2 separate regions of the Mus musculus genome follow, and region 1 is linked to region 2. The links are chromatin contacts, called in public Hi-C maps. All regions are on one chromosome and are shown on one strand. Each heading gives the region's core, a stretch centred on a gene start, on an enhancer-like site or on the middle of the called end of the contact. The rest is flanking DNA. Distances are from core to core; before and after follow the strand shown. Region 1 has its middle 47 kb from the start of Peli2. Region 2 has its middle 35 kb from the start of 4930447J18Rik.

The links. A called contact is a pair of places that touch in the nucleus more often than the background predicts.
Region 1: a contact with region 2 is called in a Hi-C map of uterus, with 1.8 times the contacts expected there. The contact joins two enhancer-like sites. A contact is called at or near these places in 1 of 484 Hi-C or Micro-C datasets (uterus), 2 of 115 datasets of contacts at active chromatin or transcription factors (both in embryonic stem cells) and 1 of 9 other capture datasets (embryonic stem cells).

Annotation. Positions count from the first base shown.
Region 1 is chr14:48,071,333-48,076,051 of GRCm38.p6, forward strand. No RefSeq gene overlaps it. Among named protein-coding and RNA genes, the nearest start is that of Peli2, 47 kb to the right of the region's middle. Within about 2 kb of position 2,724, at least 106 of the 459 cell types and tissues checked have an H3K27ac peak or open chromatin away from gene starts, as enhancers often do. A contact at or near this core is called in uterus, where this site is marked.
Region 2 is chr14:47,861,210-47,865,916 of GRCm38.p6, forward strand. No RefSeq gene overlaps it. Among named protein-coding and RNA genes, the nearest start is that of 4930447J18Rik, 35 kb to the right of the region's middle. Within about 2 kb of position 2,737, at least 83 of the 459 cell types and tissues checked have an H3K27ac peak or open chromatin away from gene starts, as enhancers often do. A contact at or near this core is called in uterus, where this site is marked.

The sequences.
Region 1 (4,719 bases), core at 1,474-3,973, 210 kb after region 2:
TTATATGTAACTAACATGTCTCCTTATTATATCTAACTAACATGTCTCTATATTATATCTCACTAACATGGCTCTGTATTATATGTAACTAGCATGGCTCTATATTATATCTAAACATCATGGCTCTATATTATATCTAACTAATATGACTATATTTCTCTGTGTCTCTAGCATCTTCAAGTTGTCTCTCTCTGCTACATCTTCACAACATCCTGTAAACCTATTCTGTTCCTTCCAACCTCTAGTTTCCCAACAGAGGAGAAAGGGTGAAGGGAGCAGGAAGAGAAGGGGCAGGCAGAAGCAGAGGAAGTTATTTTCTAGGGCAGTGCTTTTCAGCCTTCCTAATGCTGTGACCCTTTAATACAGTTTCTTGTGCTGTGGTGACTCCCAACCATAAAATTATTTTGTTGTTACCTCATAACTGTAATTTTGCTACTGTTATGAGCAGTATATAAATATCTGTGTTTTCCAATGATCTTAGACGACCCCTGTGAAAGGGCCATTTGATCCCCACAGGGGATCAAGACCCACAGGTTGAGAAACACTGGTCTAAACAGTCCCAGCAATTAGGACCAGAAGGTTCTAACACAACAATTCACTGAAAGGCTGTAACATGACAATTCTAGAAGGGACCTGAAAAATGAGAAACACTTGTCTAAGTCAGATTCAAGTTAGCATCTTTCATGTTTCATTGGTTGTGAAATAATTCACACAATTTCTCTGGGAGAGATGCCCACAGATCAAGGAGATCATATTCTCCTTTGGCTAAGAAAAATGATTTACATCTCATGTCCAGGGGAGTACCTTCCTCTTATTCCATTTATAATCAAATGTGTTTTACAATTATTTATTTGGGGAATGTTATCCTATGCTACATCTGTCTATGTAAATGTACCACGAGGCATGCTATAACAACAAGTTGGGTCTGTGTTAACTCTGGCGGTCCTGGAACTCCTGTGATGTCATCAGGGTTTTGTTTGTTTGATTGATTTTTGTCTTGTTTTGTTTTTTTACACGGCTTGGCTATGAATGGTATGGCCTTCGGTCTCAGTATTTCTGATTTGCTACAGAACACTTAGGCACAAGAAACAAAGAATGAGGTCTAGGGAGATGACTCCATAGTTAAAGGTCATGTTGCTCTTACACATGAGCCAACACTGCTCAGCACCCATGTCACATACATACATACATACATACTTACATACATACATACATACACACACACACACATACAGAGAGAGAGAGAGAGAGAGAGAGAGAAACAGAGAAACAGAGACAGAGGCAGAGGCAGAGGCAGAAAGATAGACATGGGGGCAGGAGAGGGAGAAAGACTAAATCTTTCAAAAAGAAGAGTTGTAGTTGAAAAGTGTTTGATCTCCTGTTGCTCTGGTTTCTGGGACACACTTGCTTCTAGAGGGGTGGGGCTAAATAATCCAAGTGGGAGATTAAATAGAGAGAACTGATTACTAAAAAATTAAGGATCTTGTAATTCCATAAAGGGCCAAACTAGTGCTCTCTGTCTCTGTCTCTCTGTCTCTCTGTCTCTCTGTCTCTCTGTCTCTCTGTCTCTCTGTCTCTCTGTCTCTGTCTCTCTGTGTCTCTGTCTCTGTCTCTGTCTCTGTCTCTGTCTCTCTCTCTCTCTCTCTCTCACACACACACACACACACACACACACACACACACACAAACAAACAAGCAAACAAAAAGCAAAGCACAAAACCCAAGGATAAACTATGGAACAAACACCGAATCCAACTGGGGTGGTTTACAGAGCTCTCCTTCCCTTGCAAGTTCCATGAGAATTCAGAGTTTTAAGGGGTTTATTTTTGTTTTTGCCATCCTATTTTTTAATTCTCAAGGTTTCTTGACCTTAACATTAACATTTTACTATCTTGCACAGGAAAGTAGAAGCCATCCATACGCCTTGATTAAGTTTCAAGATCAAATAGGTGATGTTACATATGGACAGATCTTACCGCCCCACCCCCTTAAAGCTATGTCCAGAGTGTGAAATACATGGAGGAAGGGGTCGCTCTTCGGCCCTTCACCCCATGCTCAAGGCCAACAGCAGCAGAGCGTCACAGCCTTCAGTCCTGTGGTCTGCATGTTGGTCTTCAAGTCACCAGTACAGCAGGTAGCAGCGTAGCAACCATCAATCTCTCACCACCGCTAAGGGGTCTGTCAAATCAGATTCACACTCTCACTAGGAATGATGGTGCTCTCTGGGACAGAAACTGCTGCTAACCTTCAACAAGCGTAGCCCCTCAGGAACAATTGGCTGCTAGAACCAGGGAACGACTGTGTGGAGAATGAGTCTGACAATAGGAGCCTTTGGTACAAAGAGGCAGCTGAGCCTTTGTGGACAGAAGGAGCTGGGTAAGTGAGCCCCAGACCATGTGTTTCTCGACCTCTGACCTCCTGACAGCATGTGCTATCTGCCGGGCTCTGCTGCTCATTGTCTGCCCTGATCAGCCTCCGGCTTCATGAAGCTGAGTGGAGAGTCTATCCGATGAGATTGTGGGAAAATTCCACTTGATATCAGGTCGGGAGGACAGTGCTGTTTGTCCTTCCCTTCCCTTCGCTTCTTCTGTGGGCGAGCATGAAGGCAAAACAGAGCAGGGTCCCGTGGATTCTGAGGCCACAGCCTTTCCCGTATCTCTTTTCCCAGCAGTTAGATGGGAGCGAGCGAGCCACAGGCCTCTCAGATGAATGACGCAATCTCCATTCCAAGTTTAGCATTCTAAGCCCGCTGAATGGTTTGGCAAGAGAGTCCCAGCCGGTGCTGTTAGAGGACGTGGGAGACTGTTTTGCTCCTAACAAGTCTGAAGCAGAACACTCAAGAAAAATTTCCTCTCTTCTTCTAATCTGTCTACAGATGAGGTTCCCTGACTCGCCATCCAATCCAATCCCTGGCCACCAGGGAGACAATGAGCTTTCAAGAACATTTCTTATTATCCAGTCTCTATGTTTTTGACTGAAACCTGATATTTTGATTTCAGTGTCCCCTGATGGCCATCACCCAAATGTGTTTTTAAGATTTCATTCCACTGCTGGTTACTGGTGCCACAAATAGGAAGCTGGGTTTTATTTCTGTAGTTTTGCCGTTGTTGTTGTTGCTGTTGTTGTTGTTGTCGTTTTTCCTTGTTGTGAAAAAATGTTTGCCTGCTAATTTTCAGAAATAAGTATTCTAAAACTGTCCATGGAACAGTCTAGAAGGGGCCCGAAGAATGAAAAAGGCCTGTCTAAGATTCATGTTAGCATCTGGCCTGTATTTAAATGATCACATTAGAAGAGAAGCCTGTGGGAATTCAGCTTAATTAACTAAAATATTTACTGCTGATGTAAAGATAAAAGGGAGACAGGAAAGAAATTAATGTTAAAAATGCATTTAACATATTATTGCCTCCTCCCTTTGATGGGAGAGTAAGCAAAGCAAAGCAGAGTGAGCACCCACATTCTATATATAATTTATCACATTTCTCATCCAGTCGCTGAAAACCCATTCAGTATTTATAGTCAGCGTGGTCAGTGCACTTATTTATAACATGGTGTATTTTCTAATTGTGTTTAAAGACATTTGCTCACTTTAATATTTAAAGCCTGGTTACAAACAAAACAAAACAAAACAAAACAAAACAAAACAAAACAAAACAAATCCCCTCCTCTTTGTATTTTGTGTTTGAAGATCTCCCAAACATTATCAACAATAATCTTGGAAGCAATCTTATAAGCATGTTTTTATTCTTCCTGGGACAGGGAAATTATATAAGAAGAGTTAGGATGCAAGGCCGTTGGACAGGGAGAAGAGAATGGTGCTCTCTTGTCTCCTCTGGCCATGGCTCTCTGTCTCCTCTGCCCAACACTTTCTGTACCAGTTGCTTTTCTCACTGCTGAGACACACCCGGCAAACTCGACTGAAGGGAAGATGGTTTATTTTGGCCCGTATCAGAGTGTCACTTGTGGCAACAGAAACACAGCACAGGACAACTGCAAGCCACATTGAGTCTGTGATCCAGAAGCAGAGAGAGACGAATGGACGCTGGTATTCATGGCTTTTTATCAGTTCAGATCACTAGCCCATGAGATGCTACCACCCATATTCAGGCTGTGTCTTCCAACCTCAGGTCAATCTCTCTGGAAAAAACTCACAGAGATGCTCAGAAGCGTGCCTTCTAGAGACTGTAAATCCTCGCTGACAGTCAAGACTAACCATCCCGTTTCCACAGCCTTTCCTTCACTCTCCTTTCTAAGTCCTCTCCTAGGGGTCCATCATCCCTCAGCCCTCACCAGTCATTTCATCTGGACCTGCCTTCTTTGCTCCCTGGAGTCCAGTTTTAGACGTAGTTGTCCAACATATTCAACAGTCATTCCTTTTAAACGTGCTCAGCCTCCCATAGGGAACGCACACTCCTCCATTTGCTAGACCAGTGCTTCCCAACCTTCCTAATGCCGTGACCTCTTAGTATAGTTCCTCATGTCATGGTGGCCCCCCTGCAACCATAAAATTATTTTTGTTGTTACTTCACAACTGTAATTCTGCTACTGTTATGAATCGTAATGGAAACATCTAATATGCGGATGGTCTTAGGCAACCAGGTGAAAAGGTTGTTTGACAGTCCCTAAGAGGTCATGACCTACAGGTTGAGAATCACTCGTCTGGGGTACCAATATGGCACTGGGCCTGTGAAGCCAATATTACCTTAGAGTTATGGTATATGT
Region 2 (4,707 bases), core at 1,487-3,986:
CATGGCAGTATCCAGGCAGGCATGGCACAGGTAGAGCTGAGAGTTCTACGTCTTCATCCAAAGGCTGCTAGTGGAAGACTGACTTCTAGGCAACTAGGGTGAGGATCTTATGCCCACACCCACAGTGACACACCCATTCCAACCAGGTTATACCTATTCCAACAAGGTCACACCTCCAGATGGTGCCACTCCCTGGTCCAAGGATATACAAACTATCACACACTTCCATACTGCTGTTTATCACCAAGGAAGTCAGGACTGGAACTCAAGCAGGTCAAGAAGCAGGAGCTGATGCAGAAGCCATGGAGGGATGTTCTTTACTGGCTTTCTTCCCCTGGCTTGCTCAGCCTGCTCTCTTATAGAACCAAGACTACCAGCCCAGAGATGGTCACTCACAAGGGGCCTTTCCCCCTTGATCACTAATTGAGAAAATGCCTTACAGCTGGATCTCATGGAGGCATTTCCTCAACTGAAGCTCCTTTCTCTGTGATAACTCCAGCTGTGTCAAGTTGACACAAAATTAGCCAGTATAGATGCCATCACCTCTGGTTTATGTGGGTGCTGGGAATTGAACTGAGGGCCTTGTACATGTCAGCCAAACATTCTACCAATTGGCCCTTCCCTCAGCCTCTACTTAAAGGTTTTTTATAAAGCCTTTTCATTGTCATATCAGCTACTGTCCCATTGACTAAAGATGCTACATGCCCTGGCAGAGAGTCAAAGTGGACAGGGATGAGAAAATTACAGAATGAGACATACTAAGATTTGAATGAGAATGGCTTCCATATGTGCATATATTTGAATGCTTGTTCTACAGTTGGTGGAACTGTTTGGGAAGGATTAGGAGGCATGTCCTTGTTGGAGGAGATGCATCACTGAGGGGAGATCTTTGAGGTTTAAAAAACCTCTGTCATTTCCAGAGCTCTCTCTGCCTTGTTTTATGGATTGATCAGATGTGAGTTCTCAGCTACATCTCCAGTGCCATGCCTGCCTGTTTGCTGCCATGTTCCTTACCATGACGGTCATGGATTAACCCTCTCAAAGCTGTAAGCAAGCCCCCAGTTAAATGCTTCCTTTTATAAGTTGTCTTGGTTGTGGTGCTTTGTCACAACAGTAGAAAAGTAACTAAGACAGGAAGGACACTGACAGAGGTTGTCAGCATGTCTGTCCGCCACTGGTCTTAATCGTGCGTATCCCACACTACAAGTGAAACCTAAAAGATCGGGGCTCACAAACTCTGAAACCCGCTTATCATGGAAAGCAACGTGAGTCCTACAGCTAAGCATTCAGGAAACGGGGAGACATCACGTCTGCGGCTGAGATCCAGCTGGGAGGGGTGAGGCAGGGCAGGGAATTAGGACAGTGGATATTTCAGTCACTCATATTGGTGACTTTGGCTATTTGAATTAATAGAGACCTTTTGTTGGGTCAGGTACTTGCTCTGCATTTGCAGACAGGCAATAAAAACCTGGCTTTCCTCTTCTTAGGGCTTGAGTTAGGAAGGGAAGGGTATCTTAGCTTTTTACACATTCCAGTCTCATGCCCCAGGGAGATGGCATCAGTTTTGGAGAGCTGATAACGTCTTGTCAGAATTCAAGAGCCACTAAAATGATGTAATACAAACATTAAAAACAAAAACAAAAACAAAGGCCAGAGAAACCAATTTATGTGTTGTGCATTTCTGACCATACTTTTTAAGTACAGAAGAAAAATGATAAATATTATTAAAATATCATACAGTTCCAGAGGGAGCCCAGAACCTCTTAGACAGTACATTTATGTTATGCTATAAAACATCTCTCTAATTTTGGCAGTGGATTTTTTGAAATAGTTTTTGGAGTTTACAGGAAAAAAATGTTTTGTGCAACGTGAATTCCTTATCTCATCTGAACCGGGACCTGCTGCACAGTGAGGCTTGTCACATTTACTGCATCTCACATGTATGCCAGGGGCAACCAGGCTGTTGCTTAACGAGGATGTATAATAGCTAATCGCATTTTGGGCCGTTGGTTTGTCACTGTGATGGTGCCAAGTAATGGCTTTAAAAGTGAAGCAATGAGGCCAATTCTGACTCACTCATGAGCCTGCAAACCACAAAGCAGCCTGTTTCCCTGTAAACCACAAAACAGCATGTTCCCAAAGACTCTGGCTCACAGCATACTAGACCCTGTCCACTGCTAGATTCATTTAAAGTCTGTGTCTGGAATATATTAGGGACTTTTTTTTTAATGTCATTCATCTATTGTTGTAATTCTCAGGTAATACCCACTCTTTCCCACACTTAGCTCCTAGCACCTGCAAAGACGGAGCCTGCCCGTGAGGAAAGCAACATTTAACCGCCCTAATTAGTGGCTTCAGATGGAAGCATCTCCAAGGTGCTGGGATTCTGAGATTTACACCCCGCTCCTTTGAGACACTCTGCAAGCTGGTGTATAATTTGTAAGCACATAAAGAAAGAGAATGCTCAGAATATAGTATCCAGGGTCCACCTATTTCTATTTGTATTTATTAAGTTCTTTGTAAATCTCAATTTAGCTGATGTCTTCTGACTCAAAATGCAGCTCTTGGTGAAGGAGTTGGTGTGAGGCTGTGCAAGGAGAGTCACAGCAGCATCATTATCAGACTATAAATATTACAAAATAGAACAGACTGGAAAATGGAGGGAAAACGAAACGTGGACCAGAATCTGTGACTCAGCAAATTCTCTCATGCACGATATATTGCAAGAAGCACTGTTCAATCCTCGCTCTGCACACACTTCCCTCTTCGTTTCTTCGTTTTTGTCAGTAATGAAATGTGTGGAGTGTGTGTGTTTGTGGGTACAGTTTCACTCTTCAATGCTTTATCTACTAGAAGTCTCCTTGAGGTTGTCATAATATGTGACAATTATATTTCATTTTTCAAGATCAAAAAAGTACATGGAAAGGCTGGTGGCCCACTGAAAATCGTTCTCTCTGGAGGGTATCCGGTGGCTGCCTACCTGTAACAGTGGCTTTCTCACCTGGGTCCAAGCCCTTGGTTTTGAGATGAGTGTTCATGTTGGCAGATCTCTCCAGTTCCCACTTGCCTTCTCCCCTAAGCTTGGTTTTTCTGTATTTTTTTTCCTCCAAATACTATTTTGTTACAACATGTGGGGTTTTTTGGGGGGTGGGGGGAGTATCTTGGGTTTGGTTTCAGTCCAGACACTCAGATTCCTGTTGGCACCATATTCTAAACCTGTGAGCCATTCTGTACCACCTTGGCATCCCTCTGAGGCTCAAGGCACCCTGGCTTCGTCATGGAGGAAACTTTGGTGCAAAATGACACTGAGGTGACATTTATAAGTTTCTCTAGGACATTACAATGTTAGTGATGAACTACAATGTAAAAGTTCCTTGTAGATCTGTCCTATTGCTGCACCAAGGAAAGGATCTAAGCTTTTCAACCCGATTCATGGCTTTGAATTTTGCTACCCCGGAAGCTTAGAAAGTATAAGCATGCAGTCAAAAGTGACAGGTTTGCATTCTTCATGCTTTAAGTCCAGGCCTGGCTTTGGAAATCTGAGGCTCTGGACCCTTGATGCCATCATAGTTTCTTAGATTTATACGATGTGAGTTTCCGTCACTCTTTCCTTCAGTTTTAGGATGTTTTACATTTGAGAATCTCAGCTGCTATCATTATTTGACAGTGTTCCTTATCATGGCTGTAGTGACAACTGGGAAGGTGGCCCTCTGCCCAGTGACTCTTTCTGCTGATATTTGGAAAATAGTTGCTTCGCATTGTGGTGAAATAGAAACTTACAGATTCTTTAGAAAGTCAGTTGTGTCAGATGGTGTTTTGCTGGGGCAGACTCGGAAAGGAGTGTTTTCCTGAAGTGGACACAGGTGAAAAAGACACATGATAAAAGATTCTTCACTAATGACGACACACATATGTTAGTTCACCTTACATTATGTAACTAAGCCCAGTTTGCCATGACCCCATTAAAACAAAAGAAAACAAAACAACAACAACAACAACAACAACAACAACAACAAAAAGCCAAAAAACTTGTGATGCTGTTCTGGTGACTCCTTGCTACTTTCACAGACTCAGGCCAATGGACAAAATAATATCAGCTAATACATATTCATGTGAAGTTTTACTAGGACAGCCTCACCTACTAAGACAAGACACATGATAAGACAAAACCCATAAAAGACACGTGATATTTAAAAGAAACATAAATAGAACTCAACAGACAACGAGGAGGACTTACTTACATAACTAACTTTACAACACTTCTTGGTCTCAAGTCTTCCCTAACCTTCACTTTGTTAAAAAAACAAAAACAAAAACAAAAACAAAAACAAAAACAAAAACAAAAAGACACAAGGAAAAACTTCTCCTAGTTAACTGTTCCTGCTGACTCCCGTCGATTCGGATAAGGCCTGAGCAACTCTGCCAGGCCGTGCCATCACTACTGACTCATGTGTACTATCCCGACACTACTAAGCCAGAATACTAATATATTCACAAGTGTTTTCAAATAGACCAAGGAGCCACTGTGGATTCCAATAAACTAATTTCCTCACAACACAGATTAAATTTACTCCCAAACAATTTCTAAACAGGTCTACTTCTCCCATATCCCAACAACTTTTCTTTTCTACTACCTCTAGTAGATGATGGGCTTAAAAAGAAATTAAAACATTTAAAAACCATTATTAAATTAAAATTAAAAAAAAA